Regions from separate parts of the Mus musculus genome. Here region 2 is linked to region 1. A link is a contact called in public Hi-C data. All regions are on one chromosome and are shown on one strand. Each heading gives the region's core, a stretch centred on a gene start, on an enhancer-like site or on the middle of the called end of the contact. The rest is flanking DNA. Distances are from core to core; before and after follow the strand shown. Region 1 holds the start of 2310022A10Rik (RIKEN cDNA 2310022A10 gene). Region 2 holds the start of Cox6b1 (cytochrome c oxidase, subunit 6B1).

Region 1 (5,716 bases), core at 2,048-4,547:
ACTCACTCAGCAAGGAACAGGGACTTGTCAAGTGTCACATGTAGCAACTGACCTTTCTGAGATTGAAAAGCAAGTTCTCTCCGATTCTGAAGCCCATGGAGCAGGTGCTCACGAGTGTTCACTCTGTGCCAGGGACTGAGGTAAGCATACCTCAGTGGCTTCCCATGATGATCCTGGGAGGAAGGAAAATGAGCAAAAAGAGGAAATAAAGTCAGAGATAGAAAGAGAATGGTCAGCCTGGGAACACACAGCATGTAAGGCAGGGCCAGGACTTGAACTCAGGTTAGTCCAATGTGTGATGAATGGGGAGTGAGGCACTGCTGTGAAGTAGACATAACCAGTCTCTCCTTGGAAGGCCTCCGCTATACTAAACCAGAAGTCTAGGGCCTTGAAGTCACCACTGCTAAACTCAATTTCAGCTCCTAACGCCATGTTGGTTGGTTGGTTGGGTCCCATGGTGAAGCTAGATCTCCTGAATTAGTCAAGATGGCCATGAATTCACAATTTTCCTGTCTCCACCTCCCAGGTGCCAAGCTTCTTCTCCCTATGATTTAAAAAATCCGTTTCTGGGGGCCGGAGACATGACTCGGTGCTTAGGACATGGTTTGCGCCTGTAGAAGACCCAGTTTAGTTCCCAGCACTCTGGGAGCAAGGCACAACCACCTGTAACTCCATCTCCAACATGCCTGGGCTCCAAGTGCGTCAGGTATGTACATGGTGCAAAGTATGGACAGGCTGGTAAATACACACACACATAAAAGGAAAGAGACCATCTTAAAAGTTCATGTCCCCAGCTGGGGAGATGGCTCAGTCAGTACTGTGCATGAAGACCTGAGTTCAAATCCCCACCACCCACTTTTTATAAAGCCAAGCACTGGGGAAGTGAAGATTGGAGGATCCCTGGAGCTCATTAGCCATCCTGTGTGCCCAAATGGGTAAGCTCCGTGTTCAGTGAGAGACCCTGATTTAAAATATAAGGTAAAGAATAATTGAGTAAGACATCCAACTTTAGCATCTGCAGGCGGGTACCACATGCTCAGCCACACGGACATACACACAAACACAGAGGAGTGTTTTTAAAAGTCCATCTCTTGCACTGACTCTCGGAATAGAGGAAATTGACAAAATTAACATTTTTAAAAAGACAGCTCTCGGGCTGGTGAGGTGGCTCAGTGGTTAAGAGCACCAACTGTTCTTCCCAAGGTCCTGAGTTCAAGTCCCAGCAACCACATGGTGGCTCACAACCATCCGTAACAAGAGCTGACTCCTTCTGGAGCGTCTGAAGACAGCTACAGTGTACTTACATATAATAAATAAACAAATCTTAAAAAAAAAAAAAGACAGCTCTCAAAACTCAATTCTAGAAATACCATTTACAGAATCCACATGCTACGTCCTTCAAGGTCTTGAATCCAAAGCACCAACCATGCTTACAGCTTTAGAATCCCAGCATTCAGGAGGCGGTGTAATAGCACCATGAGCTTGAGGACAGTCAAGGCAAAAGCCTAAGGCCCTGTCTCAAAAAAGCCAAAGAAGGGGTGGAAAGGTGGAGAGGAAGGGGGGAGGGGAACTTAGACCCAACCCTGACCTCAGGCAGGTAGCTCTGCTTTCTGGGACTCCCCCTCTTGGAGCCATTTAAGGACGGTCCCACTACTGCTCATCATAGCAGCAGGTACCTGCAGTCTTGGCACTTGGGAAGTTGAGGCTTTTGAGTTCCAGGCCAGGTGTGCTCCGTGGACAGCCCTTACCTCAAAAAGCCGAGGGCTGGGAAACTGCTCAGTGGTGGGGCACTTGCCTAGCGTGTGCCTGGCCTGGGTTCCATTGCCAGGACTTTAAAGTAAATGATAGGACAACCTACTCAAAGGTGCCTGCCATCAAGTCAGACAACAGGAGTTCTGTCGCCTGAACCGGCATCCCACTCGGAGAAAGAGAACTGACTCCCAAAACTTTTCCTAATCTCCACAGAAATGCATGGGCAGGTACATCAATGGGGAAAAAAATTAAAAACAAGTACCTCTGCTTTTCTCCTGGGGGGGGGGGGGGCGGCAGGTGGGGAGGGGCAGAGAGATAAGTAGGCTAAGTAGGTAAAGGCCACCAGGCCAAGCTATCCTCTGGTTTTACATACAGTGTAATAAAACATGTCATTTAAAATTAAAAAATATATATATTAGAGGGGTTAAAACAGCAAACTCAAAGTTCCTACAACTACGTCTGACAGGTATTCATTAAATCTGAACTAAACTAGTGACAGACTGGGACAGTTGTAGACCTAATGTAAGTTGCATGCAGATGTGAGGTGGAAACCAAGTATATAAGACTATTTAGCCACCCTGGCATGATAGCAGAGGCTTTTAATCCCAGCACTGGGTAGAGGGGCAGAGGCAGGCAGTTTATCTGTGAGTTCAAAGCCAACCTGGTCTATGTAGTGAGTTCCACGACAGAAAGAGCTACAAACAGAGACCCAGCTTCAAAAATAATAAATAAGTAAATAAACAAACAAACACACAAACAAAACAACTTTTCAAGTATCTTTCATTTACTGCCCACAAATGAAGAGGAATGTTCTATTTCTATTGTATTTCAAGTTAAGGTTCCCTTCTCCTGGCTAGGATAACAATGCAAAATGCCCCCTTTTAAATTGAGGAACATGCATTAGTCATTATTTTAAATCGCTATTTCAGGACTCAGGAAAGAGGCAAACAATCTTCTTGACTGTTGTTTTGCTTCCTTTGGGCTTCCCTCCTCTATGTTGTTAGAACTCTCAGCTACAATCCCGATCCACCGAGCTGTTGGTATGCCAAAGACATTCATCAGGATCCACACGACGAACATAGGAGCCTGAGATTATCGGTTTTCACTAAACAGAGAAAACTTGGGCTCAGAAAGGTAATGACACAGGCCCAGTTCTTGCAAAGGGAAGCTGGGATTAGAACCCAAACCCGCTGGCCTGCTAGCTCGGGCAGCTCCCGCGCGGGTACCCATCATCAGTGCTAACGAGGATGGAAGAGTAACATGGAGAGCTCTGAGAGCAGAACGGGTGTGCACGACCTGACGTCCCATTACACGGGTTCTACGGTCAGCTTCTGGGCCCCCATTGTACAGAAGAGGAAACTGAGGCTCAGAAAGAGAAATCATTTATCTGATCGTACAGTATGGGCTGCGCGGGAAGTCCAGACCCCCGGCCACCCCGTATCTCCATCCCTAACCTCCTCCGTCCCAGTCCCGCACCTCACCTGGCACTCTGGGGCCCGCACCCCCACGAGGCGCCCGCCCGCCCTCCGGGTCGCGCCAACTGTCAGACACTCCTCCCTCGGCCTGGGCCGCCCGCCCCGGAAGTCCTGCCCTTGATACCGGAAGCCAGACTGCACCTTCCACCAGCCGCTCTAGCCCTCCTAGCCTCCAACCAGCAAGAGAGTGTGGGGCGGCGACCATCACATGACAACACAGAGCCTCGGTCGCGAAGAACGCCGCCAATCAGAAAGGATCAAGTCTAGCCCCCACCCTGCCCGCAGTCTAGCGCGACTGCGCCTGCGCACAGGTGGGCGGGAAGGCGGGGCTAGGTTCTGGAGTAGAAGACTCTGACGTGCAGGTACTGTGCGATCTGGTGCGCGACACCTTGGCTGCCCTCCCTGTGTCACCCTCTCGTCTATAATGCATCTCTTCTATATCGTCCTTGGCCCACTTAGGTGCCCTCATCCCTTCTCTTAAATCATACCCCACTTAAATCGTCACCACCCCTCCCCTTCTGACGCCATGACCTCTCTCACATCGCCCCCTCCTTTAAGAAGTAATTTTTGTTTTTTTGTTTGTTTACAATTAATTGAGTATCTGTGACTGCATTTACCCGAGGAGATCAGAAGATGTCTAATTCCCTGGATTTGTAGTTACGAATGGTTGTGAGCCATCCCATGTGAATGCTGGGTTTTCTAGTTCAGGTCCTTTGGAAGAGCAACAAGTGCTTTTAACTGCTGCACCATCTCTTCAGCACAAACATTGTCCTTTTTATTCATTTTCATTCCCCTTAAGCCCTGATTGGCCTTATATGCTCAGTTTTCTCTTTTTATGTGACAGGGTCTCCTTGTAACCTCAAAGTATGTCAGCTCAGACACGCCCCTGCTGTCCCCAGTGCTCCGCTGGTCACTCTTCCATCTTTGTTAGCACTGGGTACCTGTGCGGGAGATTAGCATTCAGTCACCAGTGCAACTCAGGCTGGCCTTGAATTTTAGATCCAATTGCTCAGCCTCCTGAGTGTGGGGATTGCAAGCACTGATGAGCCGGTCTCTCTGTCATCATTGTCTTAGTCACCCACACATCTCCTTCATGAAACCCCCATTTCCCCTAAATCTCTTCATACCAGTTATTCTTGTACTTCCTGTTTCCATCTCCCCTTAGATTACCCTCAAATCGCCCTGGTGTCTCCATCTCTCCACTAACACATCTGTATTCAGCATTACCCACAAGGAGCCACCCAGCCTTATAGCTTTCCCTCCTCTGTGGGTACACGTTTCACATATTTCCATGGTGTGGGATATTATATGGTATTCTATGGTATCCCAGGGTCCCAGCTTCACCCCTAAACCTGTGGGAAACCCAGGCCACCAAACCATGCCTCTCCAATTCCTGCTTTCCCATTTGTAAAATGCACAGTAGCCAACAGGTTTGTGTGTCTGTAAACCCAATGTCCAGGAGCTAAAGCAGGAGGATCTCTACCTCAGCCTCTGATACATTACAAGTTCAAGGCCAACCTGAGCTACACGAAACTGTCAAACAACAACAAAAGCGCATGGGGACACTACCAGGAAAATGTGAATTCTGAGCGTTTGTTCATTTGTTGGCTGAGCCTTGTGTAGCTTAGGCAGGCTTTGAATTCCATATGTAGCCATATGTGGTCTTGAATTCCTGATCCTCTTACCTCTGCCTATAGGTGTTTGTAAAAATGAATTATTATGTTTTAGCTAGCCTATATAAAAGATACACAGTCCTGGCATTTTGTTTACAAGCTGTAAACTTAAATTGGGCAGGTTTTGGAACTATTCTAACATACATCTCTGCCGCGAGTCTCTTGTACATCTCTGCCGTAAGTCTCTTGTTACGTGCTGTTTGAATCTTCCTGGGGTTGCTTTTGGGGTCTATTTCTCCTGGCCACATGTTCATGGTCCATCTCCAGTCCTGAAGGCCTCTTTCCTTGGGCTCCTTTATCCTTCCTTCCTTTTCCTACCCTGGCCTCTCCTCAGACCCCTCATTTTATCCTCAAGGCCTGCCTCTTTCTTCCTATTGCCCAATTGCAGGCTCTAGCCTTTTATTAACCAATTAGCTTTACATTGGGGAGCAGGGTTTATATAGCATCACATAGTGTAGCTGAGGGTCACCTTGTTGGGGGCAACCAGACCTTGGGAGCCAATATTTAGCATATGAATACATAACCCCCAACAGGCATTGGCCACCAAACCAACCCTAATTAACTTGTAACACAGTTAGTTTACTGTGGCATTGAGCTAATATTGTTACTTTGTTACTGACCACGTTGCCTTCAACTGGGACTGTCATCACTGTGTTGCACACTATGGGCCTGGGTAGATGGATCTGTGGGTAACATTTGATGTGCAAGCATTCGGACCTGCATTCGGATCCCCTGCATTCAGGTAAAAAGTCAGATTTGGTGGCTGGCACATATCCACCATCCATAGGTCTGAGGATGCAGAGATAGGAAAATCCT
Region 2 (5,716 bases), core at 2,164-4,663, 3.1 Mb before region 1:
AGCAATTGGCCCATGGCTTCTTTACTGACAAATTAAGAACCAATTGGAGAACAGGACCTTAGCATCAGAACACCTTACAAGAACCAACTTTCTCAAGTTGCGCTCTGTCTTCCACAGATGTGTAGTGACATGTGCATCTTATTCCCCACACATGTACATACATACATGCATACATACACACACATACATGTATACATACATGCACACATACATACATACATGCATGCACACATACACACACACACAATTTGTTAAGAAGATGATATGAGGGAAACTTCAGAGGCCATGCTACTTTGAGGGAAGAAAGCAGTTCTCTTTCACATCACCATTTCCTAGCCCTAACTGCCCCTCATTTGCATACAAGTTTCTGTCCATTCATTCAGTGGAGTTTATAATCCAAAGCCTCAAATGAGGTAAGAAAAGGAGCCATCTATAGGCAGAACATCCAAACTAATGGGAGGAAGAAGTGCAAAAGATAGGGGAAGGAAGGGACTGGAGAGACTGCTCAACAGTTAAGAGCACTGACTGCTCTTTCAGAGGTCCTGAGTTCAATTCCCAGCAATCACATAGTGGCTCACAAACATCTGCAATGGGGTCCAATGCCCTCTTCTGGTGTGTCTAAAGAGAGCGACAATGACAGTATACTCACATACATAAAATAAATCTTAAAAAAAAAAAAGAGCTAGGGGAAGCCAGCCTGTATGCTTAAGGACCAGCTAAAACTAGGGTGCCTGAGCTGCTGGGAGCAAGGAAATGGGAGGTGAGAGTCATTTGTAAGGACTGTAGTTTTAGACTAGTTATGCCAGAAGCTGAGGAATGAGTTCCGGCTGAGTGGGAATAACCGAAGTGGTAAAGGCATCCTTCGGGCAGAGGGTGCACAGTGTGGAGCAGCAGGGAGCCTGAGATGCAGGAAATGGACCTACTATAATAATCCAGGCTGAAGGACCTGAAGTGCATCCAGTGAAGGAGGATTCTGGAAGTGTTTTAAAGCCAGAAACACACTGGATTGTTTGATAGGTCTGGCAAACTATATGAACATTTTCAAAAATTCCATGATAAGAATGGTGGCACACGCCTTTAATCCCAGCACTTGGGAGGCAGAGGCAGGTGGATTTCTGAGTTCGAGGCCAGCCTGGTCTACAGAGTGAGTTCCAGGACAGCCAGAGCTACACAGAGAAACCCTGTCTTGAAAAACTAAAAAAGAAAAGAAAGAAAGAAAAAAAAAAGAATGATACTGTAGCCACTTTCCCCATGGATCTCTTTCCATCAGACCCAAGGTTGAATTCCTAAAGTTTCCTCCAATCAGTACAGGTCTCTCGGCTGCCTGGATGTGTGAACAGTGATCTCTGGGGATTGAGAATAGTAACGAGCAGGCAGTGGTGTCTGCTACAGTGATGGATGAGACTGTAGGAGAGACCACTTCATTTTTCACCTTCTAACAACGCTCTTAGGACCTAAGAAGGCAAGGTCTTTGTGTTTTTTTCAGCAGTGCCTTAAAAAAAAAAGATTTATTTATTTATTTTATGTATATGAATACACTGTATCTGTTCAGATGGTTATGAGCCTTCATGTGGTTGCTGGAAACTGAATTTTTTTTTTTTTTTTTTTTGCTCACTCTGTCAATTCTGCTCACTCAGTCCCTGCTTGCTCCGGCCCAAAGATTTATTTATTATTATACATAAGTACACTGTAGCTGACTTCAGATATACCAGAAGAGGGCGTCAGATCTCATTAAGGGTGGTTGTGAGCCACCATGTGGTTGTTGGGATTTGAACTCAGGACCTTAGGAAGAGCAGTCAGTGCTCTTACCCACTGAGCTATCTCGCCAGCCCCCCACCCCTTTTTTAAAACAGGGTTTCTCTGTGTAGCCCTAGCTGTCCTGGAACTCATTCTGTAAACCAGGCTGCCCTCAAACTCAGAGATTCTCCTGCCTCTACTTCCCAAATGCTGGCATTAAAGGCGTGCACCACCACTGTCCAGCTAGCTATCTTATGAACTGAATTATGTCAATCCAGAATACAGGTTTTGTGTGTAAAAATTCACTCTAAAAAGGGCTTGGTGCTACACCAAGATCCCAAACACCTAGTGTAATCACTGGAGACCTAATAAAAACTTTCTATTAACTTAAACCCATGTCAGCACTTTAATCCCAGCACTCGGGGAGGCAGAGGCAGGCAGATAAAAATTCGAGGCCAGCCTGGCCTACAGAGTGAGTTCTAGGACACCCATAGATAGATAGATGAGTTTCCAGGGCTACACAGAGAACCCCTATGTGGATGGCTACTCTCAATTATCAACTTGACTATATATAGAATGAACTATAATCCAGAAACATAGGGAACACCTGTAATCCGGACTTGAGGCAGGAAGACAACATGCCTGTAATCTGGACCTTAAGGCTGGAAGACACAGGCTTTTGATCCAGACCTCTAGGAGGAATGACTCCTACAGGTCTTGAAGCACACTTTTATTCTGGGCCATATCTTCTGCTGGAGGCCTATATAAGGACAATGGAAGAAGGGACAGGTACTTGCTTTGCCAGTACTTCCTTTGGAGCCTACTTCTTCTGGATTCCAGTTTATGCAGAAAAGCAGCAGAAACAGCAACCCTCAAGGATCAGAGCAATTCACCACATTGCTTCCAATTATGATGATAATGGACGAAACTTGAAACTGTAAGCCAGCCCTTAATTGTTTTCCTTTATAAGAGTTGCCATAAACCGGGCGTGGTGGCCCATGCCTTTAATTCCAGCACTAGTTAGGCAGAGGCAGGCGGATTTCTGAGTCTACAAAGTGAGTTCCAGGACAGCCTGGTCTACAAAGTGAGTTCCAGGACAGCCAGGGCTATACAGAGAAACCCTGTCTCGAAAAACAAACAAACAAACAAACAAACAAACAAACAAAGAGTTGCCGTAGACATGATGTCTCTTCACTGCAATAAAACACAAACTAAGATTGTCTATCCCGAAAACCCAAATAAATAAATATAAATAACTTTCGAATCAAGGCACAGGGGTAAACGCTTGTTATCCTAACACCTAGTAATCTGTGATCAAAATTTCGAGGCCAGTCTGAGATATACAGCGAAGTCCTATTTCAAAACACAGATTATCTGTGACACTTTTCCATTCCCACTCTGAAGACAGTCTTATGCTTTTCCCTCTGGGAAGGACAGGCAGGTGATAATAACCCATAATTGAACGTCAGGTGCCTTTTAAGAGCAAAGTAAAATCTCGATTGGCCCAGCAACAATAATAAGCAGAAATTTAGCTCAATAGGAGGTCGGGCTTCTTCGGAAGTGGGCGTGGCCAAAGCGGTTTCTGGGCACGCCTCCCGAGGCCAATCTAGCAGCCCGGAGGACTCAGCTCGGCTCCTCCTCTCGCAGCTTCCGGCCAGTCGGAATTCCGCTTCCCGTCTGACATTGGCGTCTTTGCTAAGGGTCACATTGAAGTAACGCTACTCCGGGACAATCTTTAGGTGAGTGTGAAGGGTCGGGATCCTGGGGGAACCTTGTCCGTTGCAGAGAAGCGCCCCGGGGCTTCCCTGACGCCAAGCAGAAACTTCCGGCGGCCACGGGTCCGGTGTCCTGGAGCTAACCATTATAGCCGCCTTTCTTCATGATGGCTAGGTCGCTTTCTAAGCAGTCCCTATTACTCCATCCTTCAGCCCTACAAGTCCCCTTTGATAGCGTTGGGGCTGGAGTGTGAAGCGCCTTACCCGTGGCTATAAGGCAATTCGGATTTAGACCCAGTAAATTGGACTGTGGAGCTTTTAGTTGCGAGTTCACAGGCGTGGCCACCCGCGTTCCAAGGCCGAAGCCTGTCGCCTTGACTCGTGTCTTTCCCCTCAGCGTCATCTTTGATCAACTCTCAAAACTCGAGATATTGTCCAAAATTACTTCCGACACTGAGTCTTTTAAATCCCCCGTGCCCACCTTGCCTCCTTCAATGAACCTGCCCAAATACCCCACTTGTTTGGACTACTTCAGTTGACACTGGCACCTCTGTGGTGTCAAGGTCCCCCAGATGCTCTAGAGACAGTTTCTCTCAGGTCTGTTGATATTGACTATGTCATCTCTTCAGACATATCAAAGCTGAGAGAAGTCGATAAAACTCAAGGAGCTAAAGTATTTGAATGATTGGGGGGGGGGCGGTTTGCGTGGGGTTCTAATCGAATTCCAGTATTTACTTCCATTAGGAATGGAGGCAGCAACGTCAATAGATTTGGTAGCCTGGGCCATTGTCAGCAGGCAAAATCACAGATACCTGACACATGCCAGTTACAAGAGTCACAAATCTTCAGTCATGGTTACCTCCAGTTGTACTTTACTTGTTAAGTCCTTTGAGCTTTTTTTTTTTTTTTTTTTTGGAGCGGGGTGGGGGGGGACACATCTTAGGCAATCCCACAATGCATTTAGGCATATTCTGAGCAAAGTTTGAGTTCATTGGACCTCAGATGAGTGTGTGACGCCAGAAAACTAGCCGGTGACACCAGAAAATCCTTGCAGTGTTTTTGCTGGTGATGGATGAAGCATTATCACTGGGTGCTGTGTGACCTTGGAAAGTCATTTAGACACCCTGTCCCTTGTGTAGACAACAGAGGTAGCAATATCTTTTAGAGTGGCCATGGGGTAGGTATGTATAGAGTACACATAGTATGTGCTGTGCACACAGTGAGCGTTAACTGGAATTTAAGGATGAAGATTGGTTTTGCCAAGGAGACCTCTGTCCAACCCTACTGTGGCTTCTGTACTCAGATATATGGGTTTTCCCTGCCCTTCATCTTTCTGTGTTTGTGAAGAAGGGGGAGATAATGGTTTATTCACATTCAGCCTGTTATTCTGCTCTGGCCTGACATCCCCACACCCAGCACCTCCAGAATGGTTGCCAACATTCCCACTCTGTTTGCATCCAGGAGTCAGGATGGCTGAAGACATCAAGACTAAAATCAAGAACTACAAAACTGCCCCCTTTGACAGCCGCTTCCCCAACCAGAACCAGACTAAGAACTGTTGGCAGAACTACCTGGGTAAGCAGAGTACCATAGTGGGCCTGCCTGGGTCTCCCATGTACCTCCAACCTCAGAAAGGAAGTTGGGGAGCAGGGACATGTGCGTTCCAGCCTGGTTTCCTTCACTCTGGACGTACCCTCTGGAGGGCCCGACCCCTCAAACTAGCTCTCCAGGTCATAAACTTTGGTCTCAACAATAAATTTTTTGAAGAATATAATTATACATGTATATATGAATTACATATACATCTTATGTGTGTGCCACATACACACACAACATACAAGTAAATACAGTATGTAAACAGTTGATTCAGGGGCTGGTGAGATGGCTCAGCAGGTAAGAGCACTGACTGCTCTTCCGAAGGTCCTGAGTTCAAATCCCAGCAACCACATGGTGGCTTAACAGCCACCCGTAATGATATCTGACGCCCTCTTCTGGTGCATCTGAGGACAGCTACAGTGTACTTGATATATTAATAAATAAATCTTTAAAAAAAAAGTTGATTCAGACATAGTCACAATCCATGGATAAAAATGAATATTGCCAGTACTCTGCTCTCAGCTTGCTTTGGGCCCGGTCTTAAACACTGTCCCTTTCCTCTCTCTTTGCTAGAGACATTTGGGGCCCCTGCCTTACTTGAGCCCATGAGACCTTCCCTCAACAAAGAAAAACAAAAAACAAAAAACTAACCATTAACAAGAATTAAA

What was found. Hi-C and Micro-C count contacts between places; a contact is called where the count stands out from the background.
Region 2: a contact with region 1 is called in a Hi-C map of uterus, with 8 times the contacts expected there. The contact joins the promoter of Cox6b1 here to the promoter of 2310022A10Rik in region 1. A contact is called at or near these places in 1 of 39 promoter capture datasets (maxillary cranial neural crest) and 2 of 484 Hi-C or Micro-C datasets (B cells and uterus).

Annotation. Positions count from the first base shown.
Region 1 is chr7:27,550,871-27,556,586 of GRCm38.p6, reverse strand. 2310022A10Rik (RIKEN cDNA 2310022A10 gene) reads right to left here and starts at 3,297. Exons shown (of 10, transcript NM_175107.5): 1 at 3,234-3,297; 2 at 53-173. The coding sequence starts at 97. Pld3 (phospholipase D family, member 3) reads left to right here and starts at 3,369. Exons shown (of 14, transcript NM_011116.2): 1 at 3,369-3,589. It overlaps Gm45975, which reads right to left and starts at 43. Exons shown (of 2, transcript XM_017312418.2): 1 at 1-43.
Region 2 is chr7:30,623,811-30,629,526 of GRCm38.p6, reverse strand. Cox6b1 (cytochrome c oxidase, subunit 6B1) reads left to right here and starts at 3,413. Exons shown (of 4, transcript NM_025628.3): 1 at 3,413-3,476; 2 at 4,914-5,027. The coding sequence starts at 4,922.